2 separate regions of the Mus musculus genome follow, and region 2 is linked to region 1. Evidence: chromatin contacts called from public promoter capture Hi-C data. All regions are on one chromosome and are shown on one strand. The core of a region is the stretch at or near the end of the contact, and the rest is flanking DNA. Distances in the headings are between cores, read along the strand shown. Region 1 holds the start of Lcor (ligand dependent nuclear receptor corepressor). Region 2 holds the start of Cox15 (cytochrome c oxidase assembly protein 15).

Region 1 (7,557 bases), core at 1,374-3,873:
CAGGACATTTGGTGCCTCATGACAAGGAAGGCATGGTGGGAGGGTTTCTGTGACAGTGTGGCACCCACAAGGAAGCGCAGAGTTCAGGGCAGGAGCTGGGCAAGATTGCAGTCCTCCAGATGTGCAGCTAGATCTGTCAGCTAGGGTGCCTGTCCCAAAGCTTCTACAACATTTACAAATCAGGGCCACCAGCTGAGGGAGGACCAAGAGTTCAAACACATGAGTCTGTGGGAGACATTCACACTCAAACCATAACAACCTGTACACTGGGAAGGATGGCAGAGCAAAACCTACTTCACATTCCGAAGAGGCAAAGTCTCAAGGACTAAACAAAACCACTATTCTTCATCATCATCATCATCATCATCATCATCATTACAGTCTAGCATATTGTCTTTCAAAAAAGCATCATGAAGAGTCAATTATAGGTTGGTTCTCTACTTTAAATAAATGAAGTAGAAGCAGAGGTTCACAGTGGAGCAGCGGACATAGCATTAAGTTCAGAATTGGAAACTTGTCTCTGGGTTTGTGCCTGCTTCTACTGACCCCACACCTTCTGTTATTCAATCTGACTTGTCTGGGCTTCTGGCTGAAAGGAACAAGAATGCTTGTTTCCACTTTGAATTAATCTCTGAGATCCCTTAGAAATCTCTGAATCTGTATGGTTGAGACTTCAAGGGTTCTCGACTTGTGGGTTGTGACCCTGCTGGCAAGCCTCTATCTCCAAAAATATTTACATTACGATTCATAACAGTGGCAAAATTAGTTATGATGAAGCAACAAAATAATTGTATGGTTGGGGGTCACCACAGCCTGAGGAATTGTACTAAAGGTTCGCAGCATTAGGAAGGTTGAGAACCACTGTTCCAAGAGGTTATGTTGAGAAACTATTTCCCTTGACTTGTTTTAAAACATATGGATCCTGATTTGAAAAGTATATTATTAACTACTTTTAACTTGTACATTGCTCACTTATTAAAAACAACAAAATGTTTTATGAAACACTTTCTCCAACCATCACAGAAAGTTGCTTAAAATCTACAAGATTGAAACCCACCACCTAGTGGTGAGGAAAGGAATTTCACGCTAGAGATAGGGAACGGGATGGTTTCTCCCAGCTAGCGGTCATTTCCCTTTGATCTTCTCCCCACCTAACCCAGGGTAGTAATAACCACACAGAAACTCAACGAAGTCTGACCTAAGACTTTATTTGCCAGGGGTCTTGCTTTGAGACACGGTCTCATTATGTTGCCCAGGCTGGCCTGGCATTTGCAATCCTGCCTCTCAGCCCACCGAACTGTTGCTATTACCAGGTGTGCACCATCGTGGTCGGCTGATGGTGTAGTAGTCTAAAGCGATGAAACAGTGCGGGCTTTGAGAATTGTGGAAATCTAATTGGCTCTGAGATGGAAGGTGCCTACTACCCGTAATCTTACTCCTATCCAGGAGACCCACCAAGTCATTCTTAGGGGCAGTTACCCCCGTTCCCACGCCAGAGCGCCCTCCCTTCAAAGACCCAGACTTGATACACATCAGTGGAATCCTTGAGGTCAAGTGATGATTTTGTTTTACCTACAGAAATACTTACATTTAAATATTTAGAAGGAATGCACTCTCAAATTCTAAGGGTGAGGAAGAGGCCACCTAGCTTGTATTGGTAAGTAGCCATTTCCGTTTTTTTCATTTCCTATTTCCTCCTTGCTCTTTCTCCTCTCTTTCAAATAAATCAAGTAATTAATAGTGTGATGTTTAAACAAAACAAGGCTCCCTGTGCAAGGTGGTTTAATTATCCCAGAAGGCACCTGGAAATCCTTTCTCATCAAAATGTTCTGAGTCCTTTCCTGAACTACGGATCTGGGCGTATATTTCCCAACATATTCTTAAGCTGTTGTTTGAAAGTTTGAAATTCATTTTCTACTAGCACATTTTTTTTTCTCAGCTCTCTTAAGACTTTCAACTATGATCAGTCTTGCTAGTAAGAGATCCCCTAGGCTTTTTATTTGACTTAAAACCCTTTTCTTTTTTTTTTTTTTTTAAATTGGGGCTTATGAATACCGGCGAAGCATTTCGATAACTTAAAACTTAAAATTATCCACTTCACCTTTGCAAACCTCGGGGCTCAATGCCTCCAAGGGCATCCGGGCATTTATTCCTATTTCTGCTCTTGCACGGCGCCCCCGTGGGAGGAGCCGTTTCGACCGAGAAGTTGCGAGAAGCAATGGTGCGGAACTTGCAACAGTTGGTGCGGGCCGATAGGCAGGTAGGAAGTGATAGATGGGACTAGTTTAAAACCCAAAAGCCCCGGGGAGGGCCGGGGCCACCGTGGCCTGCCTGGAGAGCGAGGGCGGCGCGGGGACCGAGCGCCGGCGTAGAAAGACGCCGTTCCGGGCGGGGCGGGGGGACTGGACGTGGGACGCAGAGCTGGTGCGCGGGGACGCCGGGCGGGCGGGCGGGCGGGAGGAGGAGCGGGCCGCCACGGGGCCACGGGGAGGTGAGCGCAGCCTTGCCCCCGCGCCGCCCCCGGCGGGAGGCGCGACGCCCAGGCCACGGGTGCGTGCGCGGCCCCGGGCGACGCGGCTGGGCGTGCGCGGGGCCGCGGCGGAGGCAGGGCCGGGCGGGCGGCAGAAGATGGCGAGGGTGTGTAGGCGGCAGCAATGCTCCGTTGAGAGACGCGGCTTTCGGCAAGAACTGGACTCGTGGCGCCACAAGCTCATCCACTGTGTAGGTGAGGCCCTCCACCGGTGCCCCGGGCCGCCCGGCCGCCGGCCTCCCGTGCGTGGGAGGGAGCAGGGCAGAGTCCGCCGCGCTCCGGCCCCGCGCGCCCTCCCGGGCTCGGCCCCCTCCCCCACCCCCCGGAGCGCGAGCGCGCCGCCGCGGCGCCCCTCCCCTCGGCTCGCGGGGCGGGCTCGGACGCGCGGCCTCTCCCCCAGCGGGCGCATTGTGGACGCCGGGCCCGCCGCCGCCGCCGCCAGCGCGCCGGGACGCACGGGGTCGCCCCCACCTGCCCTCGCCCCGCGCCCCTCCCCCACGCCGGCGGCGCGCCCCCGTGCACGCGTGCACGCGCGGCGGCGCTCGGGCGTGTGCGAGGCGTGAGGTGGAGATGGGGGCGGAGGGAGCCGGAGCTGTCACAGGCCCCGCGTCCGCCTGAGCGAGCCAAGTGGGGTGTCATGGCCGCGGGGGGCAGCGGCTGCACTTCCTCTGCTGGCAGCGGCGGCTGCGGAGTTAGTCCTCGACGCACGGGTCGGTGTGTGCGGATTTGTGTTTGGCGTGCGCGCGCGGCGGGGAGGCCCGGGTGGGAAGCCGGGCGGGGGGGTCACCCTGGTCCCCTCCGCGGAGCCCCGGCGGCCGGCGACCGGCGCGCTTCCCCGGGCGGCGGGAGCGTGGACGGGAGTGGGGGGCGCCCGGGAGGGGCCGGGAGGCGAGCTGCACCTCTCACACTGTGTGTTTTGTCTGTTTTTCTCTCCCAAGGTCCCGTTTCCCTCTGTGCGGCGGCCGGCGGGACCATAAGGGCTTAACTCACATATTTAACCCCCCTCCAAAAAGTAAGTGGCTCTTGTGGTGTCTGCTCCACCCGCCGCCCCCTAGCCTCTGTCCATCCTTGTGTCTGACTCTAATGTCCTCAGCATTGTTATTTCCCCGTCTCTGCTTCGGTGCGGCTGATGTGTGGGGAAATGCCCTCTCGTCGTCCTCTGTCCCCCACGCCCAGTCCTCGGGGAGGCCCGGAATTCCAGCCCCCCGTGTGGATGGGGCGCGTTCTAGGGATTCAGGTCTTCCTCAGACGGACCTGGGAAATTCTGTCCGTCCACTTGGGCCCGGGGTCCCCTCTTTCCCGATGGGGTTTCGTTGGAAGGAATTATGCAAATCCTGCTTTCTGGTGTCCATTCAGCGGCAATTTCATGCGGTGAGAAGTTCTCTTTGTTGTGCGAGGGGGAGAACAGACACTGATTTAATAGACATATCTGCTGGGGGGGGGGGAGGGTGGAGGGGGTGTGGAGAGCCTCAGTTTGGAAGAATTACAGCACTTGGTTAGCTCAGTCTTTGTGTTGGAGCCTTCTGGCTTGACAGGAGGGTCTGCCCTTTTACAATGTCCCATAAGGGATGTTTTTTTGGTAATAGATGAAAAAGCAAAACTAAAACTTTAAAAAAAGTGGAAAATAAGGTAACCTGTACTTAGAGAAAATGAGCACTGCCATTTTTTGCAGTATTTCGTTATGAAAATGTGTATTGTGAATTTATTAAAGACTTAGACTGTAATACCAAATGTAATTAATTCGGTAAGATATTTGATACCACTTTGGTTGTCCAGAGGTTAAAAGTATATATTTTTAAATGTATACTTGGGTAAATAATGAAAATCTGAGCAATTTTGGGGGAGGAGGTGATTTACCTTTTTGAATACAGGTTAAAATTTCCCTCTTGCCAATCCAAGCCCTGCCCTGCCCTCCAGGAAGCAGCCGTTTCGGCTCTAGCTGTCTTTGCTCTCTTCTGCTTCTGCTTGTTTTGTTTTCCATGACCTGTCACACATTTGCTATAATGTGACATGGGCTTAAGCACTTAGGAATTACGTTATTTGTCATCGTCAAGTAAGTGTACAGGGCAGGTTTTGAGAAACATCTAATTGAGGCGTTTTCTGGATTCTTAGTTAATACAAAAGACTGAAACTAGAAGGGTTTTGTTTTTGTTTTGTTTTGTTTTGTTTTTTTGTAGTGTTTTACTCTTGGTGATTGATTGTGTCCTGGAGGGCATTTTAGTGCTTAAAATACTGTGGAATTGAGAAATGCAACCCTTCAAATTTCTTGTGTAGATACAGCTTTTGTTTAAATTATTTCAATGAGTATCCCTATGCTGTTTGCTTTAAAATCCTTGTGTTCTGTGACCTCCCCTTTCTTTTCATTAATTGTATTAGTGGTTGATAACTGCTTCTGGACAAAAATGTTTTGTTTTGTTTCCTAATAAAATTCTCCTGTAAACACCTCAATTGACTCTCAGAGTCAAATGGAGTCTTTGGAGAATGTTTTTGAGTTGGTGACTGATTTTTCTGAGCGAATGTTTGGAACTCTAGATTTCCATTTTTAGATGATGTCCGGGAGCTTTTAGAATCCCAGCTACAGATGGTATTTTAAGTACTAATACTTATCGATAATTGCTCAGCTAAAGTCAATTGGGCGTCATATTTTCTCTTTTGTTACATGTAATTTTGTTCTCTAAGGGGAGTGTTTTAAGTGGTGCTATGAGGTTTGTGTTATAAAGGGCTGGCAGGCTATAGTTTAAAAGGAGCTGTGCTGTTTGTTATCAGATGCAATAGCTCTTGTTTTACTAGGATTTGTTCTGTGCAGGTAATCTTCTGATTCTCTTGGTTGATTATCTTAATATTTTAGGGGTGTTTGGTTTCTAAGTGAAACTTAATTTATAACAGTCTTCGGGTTAAAAATGAAATTTCAGTCATGTTCAGGATTTAGTTTTCCTTCTTGCTGTTTTTGGCACAGAGGGAGTAAGGGGCCAGTGATTTCTGGAAGACAAGTTATGGAGTCAGTAATAAGTTTGAGTAAATACAGAGTGAGTAAAGTGCTTGAGATCAGGAGTGTTTGAGATTTCTGTGTTTTTGAAATTTTGAAATGTTTGCAAGGATTTTACTGACTGAGCATCCATAGTCTAAAAACCTGAAATTCCAGCTGCTCCATACCCAAACCATTTTGAGCACTTTGGATTAGAACAGACCCTAAACTGAGGTCAGACAGTGAAGTCTGGGAGTGGATGTTTGTTTACCTTGGCGTTGTTGCGGGAGGTTCCAGGCAATCCCTTCACTCTGTCCGATGTGATGCTGTCTATTGCTTGGCTGACCCTTAACCTTACTGTATTCTCAAGCTCTTCCTAGTATGGGAAAAGGTGTGATTTTAGCTAGTTCTAGTTTGACTAAAAAAGAACAAGATAGATCTCTTTGACTCATGGAAAGGTATTTCAAGTAACTGTGATTTTGTCAAATGTGTTTATAGCTACAACAATTCTAGAAATATTTGAAAATGCCAGTTTTTAAACTTAATGAGTTAAGCAGGGTGGCCTTGACTTTTCTTTTTTTCTTTTTTTTTTTCCTTTTTTTGGTTTTTCGAGACAGGGTTTCTCTGTGTAGCCCTGGCTGTCCTGGAACTCACTTTGTAGACCAGGCTGGCCTCGAACTCAGAAATCCGCCTGCCTCTGCCTCCCGAGTGCGGCCTTGACTTTTCTAATAGTGAGAATTGATTATTTCATGTCTGTGGGCACTTCTGAGTACCTGTCCAGTACCTTAGTTTACTGCTGTTACTAGGAATGAAGGGCAAAGGTAAGTGATTAATTCACCTACCTTTTAAGCCAACTGCCTTAAAAAATAGACATTGTACACAAAAATTGAAGGGGGCTCCTCTGAATTTCAGGAGCTTTTAGTGGGATTTAGCTGGGGTGCTGTCCTTGCACTTGGGAAGCAGAGGCAGTCAGATGGATCTCTCTCAGATTGAGCACAGTTTGGTATAAAGAGTAAGAATGCCTTTTTCATTTTGATTTGTGTTTTATTTCTTGAGTCAGGGTTTCCCTATGTAGGTCTTACTGTCCTGGAATTCAGGTAGGTCTCAAACTCAGAGATTCACCTGCCTCTGATTCTGGAATTAAAGTCGTGACTGACCACATTTAGCCCTAAAGCTGTTACTTTTGTCATGAGACAGGTTTTCATGTAACCTAGGCTGGTTTCAGACTCACTGTGTTACCAAGGCTAACCTTAAATGTCTGATTCTCTTTGCTTCCATTTTCTAAGTGCTGTGATTACAGTCCTGTGCTACCACATCTACCTTTTTATTTATGTATTTATTTACTTTCAAGTTAAACACTTATCACTCCTATACATCTTTTAATTTGTCTGCAATACCCTCCTCACAGGCTCTGCCTCCTTTTTTCCTGTTCTGTAGTTGCACATTGCTTTGGGCATAATTCCATTATAAGCCCTGTTTTCATTTGTTGACTCTTACATAGAAAAGGACCCTAGGTCTGTGTCTTGAGATTTTAAATTGAAATAGAAGTCCCATGTAATAAAGTTTAAATTGAAATAGAAGTCCCATGTAATAAAGTCCGTCCTTCTGTCCTTCCTTCCTTTCTCTCTTTCTCTCTTTCTTAAGACAGGACCCCGTATAGTCCAGGCTGGTCTCGAAGTCTGTAGCCTCAAAGTCCTCATCTTCCTGCTTCTGTATCTAGAGAGCCAGGCTTATTGGTGCGTGTTACCATGAATGGCAAAATTCACCTTTTTTGAAATGTACAGTTTCTGCTTTCTAACTATTCACAAAGTTGTATACATACCATATTAATTCCAAAATATTTTCATCTCCATAAAGAAACTCCATGCTTATAGGCAGTCATCGCAGCTCTTCTTTGGCTTACCTCTTGGCAGCTTCTAATCTGCTCTGTTTCTCTGGGTTTGTCATGTCATGTTTCTTACAGTTGAAATCATGCTCTCTATGGCCTTTATATCTGACTTCTTTTATATACCCTAGAGCTTTTAAGTTTCATCTGGGTTGTAACATGCATCCACAGTTGTAT
Region 2 (7,557 bases), core at 3,252-5,751, 2.3 Mb after region 1:
AGATGGGACATTGACTTGAGGGGCTTTGGAGATGGGTCAGTGTGTGAGGGGGCTCACTGCGCAGGCGTGAAGACTTAATCCCCAGCACCCATCTAAAAAGCTGGCCATGGCTGTGTGTACCTGTAACTCTGGTGCTGTGGAGGAGAGACAAGAAGCTCACTAAGACTTGCCGGCTGTGAGCCTGGCTCCTTCAGTGAGAAGCCATATCTCCAAGCCTGCTACACACAGGCACATATGCACCTTTATCACACATAAACAAACATATTGGTCAATTTTTTTTCTAACACTTACATTTTAAATTCTGGAAATTGCTGGTACTTTTGGAACTCTGCTTCCCACTCTTCCTGGCTTGTGGGCGGCTTCATCTCCTTTATCAGATGCCAGTCTACCATTGAGAGGCCAGACTCTGTCAACCTTGGGATAGGAAAACATTTCCTGAGTGTAATGTTTCTAGGTTATTCATAAATAGTTGACTGCAATAAATAAATCCGAACTTAACTCATGGGTGTGAATTCCTTTCCTCTTCCTTTTCTGATTTATTGCTGGATGTGGAATCCAGGTTCTCCCGAAAAGCAGCCCCTCTATGGCCAGCCCGTAATTCCTTACGCTTTTATTCTCTCAACTCTTATTCAACTGCTCCCTTCTTCTCCCCACGCCCCCAAACAGAGTCTGTGAGATAGCTTAGGCCTGCCTCTTACACTTCCCAGGTGCTGAGACCACAGGCCTGTGCCACCATGACTGGGTCCCACTTAATTCTTTCACTAGCATTTCTTTTTAGGCAACAACAATGCTTAGATTAAAGGAATGTGTATTAAATGCACAAACGGCATTCTTATTATTTTGGTGGTAGGGACTGAATCCAGGGCCTTGCGTAGACGAAGTATTCATTCAACCATTGAGCCCTACATAATACCAGCTAAAACTAGCCTTTCCTATACCAGGAAAAGAGACTTACTACAGAAATATAGCTTCAAGATAATATTATTTAAATTTGTTGCAATTTCCCATAACAGCCTATGCTATCCACACAGGATTTTGAAACAGGAGTTCAATGAACATGAAGATAAACACACACACTTCATTAAAATTAGAAAGTAGGGGCTGAGGGCTAGAGAGATGGCTCAGCGGTTAAGAGCACTGACTGCTCTTCCGAAGGTTCTGAGTTCAAATCCCAGCAACCACATGGTGGCTTACAACCATCCTTAATGACATCTGACTCCCTCTCCTGGTGTGTCTGAAGACAGCAACAGTGTACTTACATATAAAATAAAATAAAAAAAAAAAAAGAGTTTTAAAAAAAAAGTTAAAAAAAAAAAAGTAGGGGCTGGAGAGACAGCTCATCCAATAGAGGGCTTGCCTGGACACCAGCCTCAGAACCTATGTTAAAAAAACAAACAAACCAAACCAAACAAACAAAAAACAGACACAAAAGCGTACACTTGTAATCCCAGTTCTGGGTAGGTAGAGATGAACAGACCCTTGGAACTCAATGGTCTATTGAGCAAGTTCAAGGTCAATGGCAGGCCTTGGTTCTGAGAGGGAGACGGAGACAGACCCAGGAATGAAGTCATCCTCTGACCTCTACATATGTGCAGACAGATATGGATGTGCACACACAAACTAAAAAGTATCTTCACCCAAAGGAATCCAGTTTTTTAAACTAAAGGCCAGTGCAAGAAACATACAAGATAAGCCTGGAAAACCTTATCAGATCAGAAAGCAAAGACACTTCCAAAGACCTTGTCAAAAGATGCTGGAACCTTTTTCAAGAGATTCCCACCAGTTAAGCTGGGAGATTTTAAGCAAACTATCAACACAATCCTCACAGTGTACTAAGATCTATCTAATGCGTTTAAATATATGCACTTCAGTGATCTGTTTGGTTTTATTTTATGTGCTTTAGTGTTTTGCCTGCATGTGTGTCTTCGTTACAGTGCCAGATCCCCTGGAGCTGGAGTTACAGACTGTTATGAGCTGTTGTGTGGCTGCTGGGAATTGAACCCAGGCCCTTTGGAAGAATAGCCAGTGCTCTTAACTGCTGACCCATCTCTCCAGCCCCAGTATATTATGCACTTTAAAATCCAAATCCTGTCCTTGTAACCTTTGGAGGATCTTGGCAACAGACTCATTATTTTGGAAATTAGTGAACAAAGAAAACCAGTATCCTCCTCCTGCCTTTCTCATAAAGACTATCTCCTGGGGTGATGACAACACAAACTACCATTTTGGAATTCTCACGAAATAATGGATTCAGGCAATAGTAATCAAGTCAGCTGAATAATGGATTCAGGCAATAGTAATCAAGTCAGCTGAAGTCCCCAACAGATCCCGGAGTGAATGCTGCATCACCTAGGCAATGTTCTGTCCCCTCATTCCCAATCTGAATCTAATAAACAACTACTCATTTAAAGGACAAAGGATATGTTAACCATCACCAGATAGTCCCTGGTTACTTTGGGTAACCACAGGACAAATGACTTGGTCTTGTACAATAATAACAGAGCTATAATAAATACATAAAAGTAAAAGATGTTAGAGGAAGGGAAAGCCTAAATCCATAAAGTCAGTTTATAGATATTAAGACAACCTAAGAGATACATGAAGCGGCTGTGATTTATGTATGATCTTAACACTGGAGAGGTAAAAATATATAGAAACAACGCCCAGCAACAGTTAAGACTGAAACTGGTCCTGATAATGAAACTCCTACTAATAAAAAGCCAACCTGTTCTAAGGCAGAGCAGGCTACCAGTTTCCCCATCTGTAATGGAGCGAGCTAGAGTAGATGAGGCCCAACGCTCCCTTTTTGGCTGATAACCTGATTCACCAAGAGTAAATGACTCACCTGGTCACTCCTCCCAGAATAACTGCTCCAGCCACTGTCCCACTGCACACCAGAAGCCATCGGCCCACCGCCCGCTCGGCTGCCCTCGAAGGAAGGGACACTGTCCCTTTTCCGGATTGCAGAGCCACTTCAGTGATGGTGCTGTACTGTCCTGGCCTCAGAGGACGCTGGCTGCCACAGCTGCTGCCACACTAAGGAGCAAGACAGAAAATCGTAACTGAAGAATCTGCTACCAACACTTATCCTCAATTTAACTGGAGTAAAGCCCCTGTAAGGCTGCATTTCACAGCTACCGCTCTGGTTAATCACCGACTCTCATCTGCACTACTGAGCCCTTTCTTACTGGGTTCTCAGTCTCTAAATGTGCTATTCCCTCCCACACACTTCCATTTATACTACCCACTGGAGATCGGGGCTGGCATCGTTATGCCCCAGACTTTCCTGGATCTTACAACAGGTTACTGTCACAGCACAAAGTACCTTCCCTACCACAAGCCTTAACACACAGTCATGTATCAGGTGATCTGTCCCTATGCCCCACTAAGCTGGGAGCTCTTCCTCTTGCTCCCTTTGTAGTACTGGGTCCTTACACAGCAAGACCTAATACATATTTGGTACTCGAACTAACAATTGAATGAACTGACTCCTCAAGGGCAGGCACTATGTGGGCATATTTTTTTTTCCAGGAACATAACAAACTCTAGAATTCTCTGGTTTCTCTTCACACCATAAAGATCTTTCACCTTTTACTACTGATTATCAGAGAAGAGAATACATGTCTTCTTTTGAGTCTAACACTAAGAGCAAAAATATGTTGGCCGGGCGGTAGTAGCGCACACCTTTAGTCCCAGCACTCGGGAGGCAGAGGCAGGTGGATTTCTAAGTTCAAGGCCAGCCTGGTCTACAAAGTGAGTTCCAGGACAGCCAGGGCTACACAGAGAAACCCTGTCTCGAAAAACCAAAAAAAAAAAAAAAAAAAAAAAAGTATGTTCAGTTTCCTACTTCTAAGTAACTGGGTATCTTAGACAAGCAACTTAAAGTAAGTCTCAATTTCCTTCACTGTGGAATGGGGCTACATAGGAGTTCCTGACTGCCTGGTGGCTTTTAGCAAAAACCAAATGTGCAAATAAATGCATAAATAAATAAAATAAAAAGAAAAGAAAAATTACTGAGCCTTTATCACGTGCTAAGGGTTTGATGTATATTTAAAATTTTAATCCTTACAAACACCTTGTGTAACAGGTCGTTCTCCCATTCTACAGAAAAGGAAATTGAAACTTAAAAGCTAAGTAAATTGGTCAGTCATACACAGCAGTGGGTAATATTTCCGGATCCGCATTCAGGGAGGTGTCGGGACACAAGGAAATATGTCCTGAAATGAGAAGGCGAGCCGGACTTGCAGGGCGGTCCGTTTACTTTATCCTGGCCTTTTTTATCCCAGCCCGGCTTCCGTGATCCGAGCCAGCAGGAGTGGGTACCTGTGTTCTGGACGCCACCCTAGGGACCAGGAGCCCGACATTGCGGCTCCCCGTCAAGGCCCTCAGGGACGGAAGGAGCAACCGTTGCATGCTGACAGTACAGCGCCACTGCCGGAGCGCCCCAGCGAGCTGCGGTCCGCTTCTCCGCTCCCGAAAGAACAAGCACTTCCGGGTCAGGCGTCGTGCGCGCCCCCTCGCGCTAGGTTGGCCACTGCGCGTGCACGCACGACTCCCTGGGAGGCTGCCGGGCACGGGCGTCGGGGACGCGCCTCCTCCGTCGCTCGCGCGGCCGCGGGGACTCAGTGGAAACCGAAGGCGAGCGAGGGAGGAACGCGGGAAGCATGAAGAAAGGGGCTTCTTGCGAGCGGAAACAGGCGTGGATATCGTCGGGGAAGGCGGGTGCGGAAGGTGGCGGGGCAGGGGGGCGGTCGGCCGGTGGACCCCGGGGTGGGTCCCGGCTTGCCAGGCTTTCCCGCGGTCGAGTTTCTCAGTGCTCCGGAGTCCCGGGCAGTCACGCAGTCCCTCAGCTGCTCCTGGATCCCCGCCAGTCTCGCAAGTGCCCTCAGCGTCCCGCCGCCCCTAGGGCCACAAGAGGGCACCATACCACCTCCCTGTCTCTGTGGTAGATAATAAAAGTGTGGTGACAGCTCTACAACCTAGAGCTGCCACCGAGGGTGGCGAGTGGGATCCGTTCCCACAGCCATTGCGTAACAGATGACTGGTTGCTTCCTGCGGGAGATATGCCTATTAATATGTCAAGACAAATAACTTTTATGAAGGATAAATATCCCTAAACAAAACAGCAAAAGGGGCAATGCTCTGTATTTTGCAAATCTCTTTTAATATCTCACTTGATGGAAGGTAGTTGGATTCTCATACCTGTCTCAGCGTGTTTAAGTGTTCTAAAGCTGCAGTCCGCTCCCAAGAGGCAAATACAGACACAGACTCCCCAAAGCCATCTGGAGTCTCTAACTTTGAGCACTACTGCTTCAAATGTCTTTTTTGATCCCTACTTTTTGCTTTTTGCTCAGGCTCCTGTTGCAACAGTTTGTAGACATTCCCATACTTTTGTATGGAGCTCCTGATACTCCTTCAGCATCTTCAGCCCCACTGGTGGGGCTGTTACCAGATTTGTGGAGTTACTGTATTGTTGTTTACGACCATTGGTTAATGTTTGAATCCTAATCTATGGGACTGATAGTCTTTTATTAAATCAATGACTATTGCAACTTATTAGGAGGTGACAGATTTTTGTTTGTTTCTCCAAGTAATCTTTCATCATAAAAGCAATATCAGGTAGAAGAAGTCAAGCAATATAGAAAGGTAAAAATAATTCCAAATTCATTGCCCAGGAGTAACCACTATTAGAATGTGGTGACTGTTCTCGCAGAGATCAATACATGAAGCATGAATTAAACACTTTAAAAGTGTGTTGGTAATTATTGTGTGGGGGTGGGTACATGTGCCATAGTAAGTGTGTGGAGGTCTGAGGACAGCTTTGTCGAGTTAATTCTCTCCTTCCAACTTTAAATACATTCAGGGAATGAGCTCAGGTTGTCAGACTTGCACAGTAAGTAGCTTTACCCATTGAGCCATTTTCTAGGCTCCAACATTTAAAACTGATAACTAAAAGTGAGTTATATGGGCTGAAGAGATGGCTCAGCGGTTAAGAGCACTGACTGCTCTTCAATTGAACCTGAGTTCAATTCCCAGCAACTACATGGTGGCTCACAACCATCAGTAATGGGATCTGATGCCCTCTTCTAGTGTGGGTCTGAAGACAGCTGCAGTGTATTCATATAAATAAAAATTAAATAAATCTTTTTTAAAAATGAGTTATACATTTAACTTGCAGGAAAACCCCAAAGCTGCTAACACCACACTTTTTATTATCAACATATGAATCTGTAATTCAGATTTTACTGTATATTTGACTTGTTAGCATGGTAGGACCGACCTTTGCTTTCTGAGAGGTGACTATAAAGAATCCTTATAATGACCTTATTAAGGAACTTCACGTCAACTATAACGACCAGATGTTTATCTCATAAATAAGAGGTGAAACTAGGGGTTTAGTGAGAAATATATAAACTCAAGTTATTGGAGTTCAAAAGAAGTAGATAAAAGTTTCTACTTTGGGAGGAAAAAAAAAAAACGTGGAAATGTGACTTGGTATGGTCCTTGGAAAAGTTTAGCATTCGAAGATTAAACTAGAAGGGTTTTGTCAACTGAGATAGTATAATCATTGGCAAAAATGGAGACTGAAGGGAATGAGTCATAAAGAGGAAACCCTGTATCTTAATGGGTTTGAATGCTTAGTATGAGAGCCTTTATGTAAGTTATCTCAGTGTTCAGTACCCTGAGGTAGGAACTGAAGCCCACTCTTGTTTTATAGAAAATGTAAGTAACTTGTCTGGGATCACACAGGGAATAAAGTAGTGGGACCAGGGTTTGAAATCCAATTCTCGTTTTTTATAACGCCTGGCATTGAGAAACACTCTGAGAGTCTGAGCTGGGATACACGGGGATGAGGTCTCTGTGTTAGGGAGATTAGTGTCCCATTTACTGTGTAGTAAAGATGGTTTCAGTTTGGTTTCTTATGTGTGTGTCTGTATATCTATTTCATGGTCTAGAGATGTCAATTTTAATGAATGACATTTTACCACATAGATGGGCCTTAGTGCATCAATTTATTATTCTATTGCACATGTGAATTCAGGCAGCAAAATTATGAAGTATTTATGGGAGATTTGTATTAATTGCTAGTTCCTTCAAGAATGTCTGTTCATATATTTTAGGAGCAGGAAATGGATTTCTTATGGAAGTGTGTGTAGATTCGGTGGAGTCCGCTGTGAATGCAGAAAGAGGAGGTAAGGAAAACTAGATGATACATGATGGCTGGCAACCTTTTGAGAGTCTGAAAATGAATCCTATGAACTGACCTCAAAAGCTTTGCACGTGGGAGGCTACAGCAGAAGTGCCACTATGAGTTCCATGTGAGTTATTGAGACTCCATTAAAAAAATTTAAAAAGCCTTGTCATCTCTCCAATAGCAACAGTCCTTTCAGAAACAACTAACTAGAAAACCTACTGAAGAGCTTGGTGTGGTGGTGCGTGCTTACAGTCCCAGCATGGTCTAATCTGTCTAATCTCCCCATTCCCCAAGCAGGCCACATTTCAAGTCAAGTGTCTATAATCCTGCTAACTCATTAACATGATTATTTTATTGCACTT

Evidence for each region. Capture Hi-C pulls out chosen DNA fragments and counts their contacts.
Region 2: a contact with region 1 is called in a promoter capture Hi-C map of liver, with 3 times the contacts expected there. The contact joins the promoter of Cox15 here to the promoter of Lcor in region 1. A contact is called at or near these places in 1 of 484 Hi-C or Micro-C datasets (CD4 T cells) and 2 of 9 other capture datasets (adipose tissue and liver).

Annotation. Positions count from the first base shown.
Region 1 is chr19:41,480,059-41,487,615 of GRCm38.p6, forward strand. Lcor (ligand dependent nuclear receptor corepressor) reads left to right here and starts at 2,624. Exons shown (of 8, transcript NM_001370767.1): 1 at 2,624-2,725; 2 at 3,469-3,542.
Region 2 is chr19:43,748,499-43,756,055 of GRCm38.p6, forward strand. It overlaps Cox15 (cytochrome c oxidase assembly protein 15), which reads right to left and starts at 4,502. Exons shown (of 9, transcript NM_144874.4): 1 at 4,324-4,502; 2 at 2,846-3,036; 3 at 292-414. The coding sequence starts at 4,413. It overlaps Cutc (cutC copper transporter), which reads left to right and starts at 4,525. Exons shown (of 9, transcript NM_001113562.1): 1 at 4,525-4,722; 2 at 7,122-7,193. The coding sequence starts at 4,665.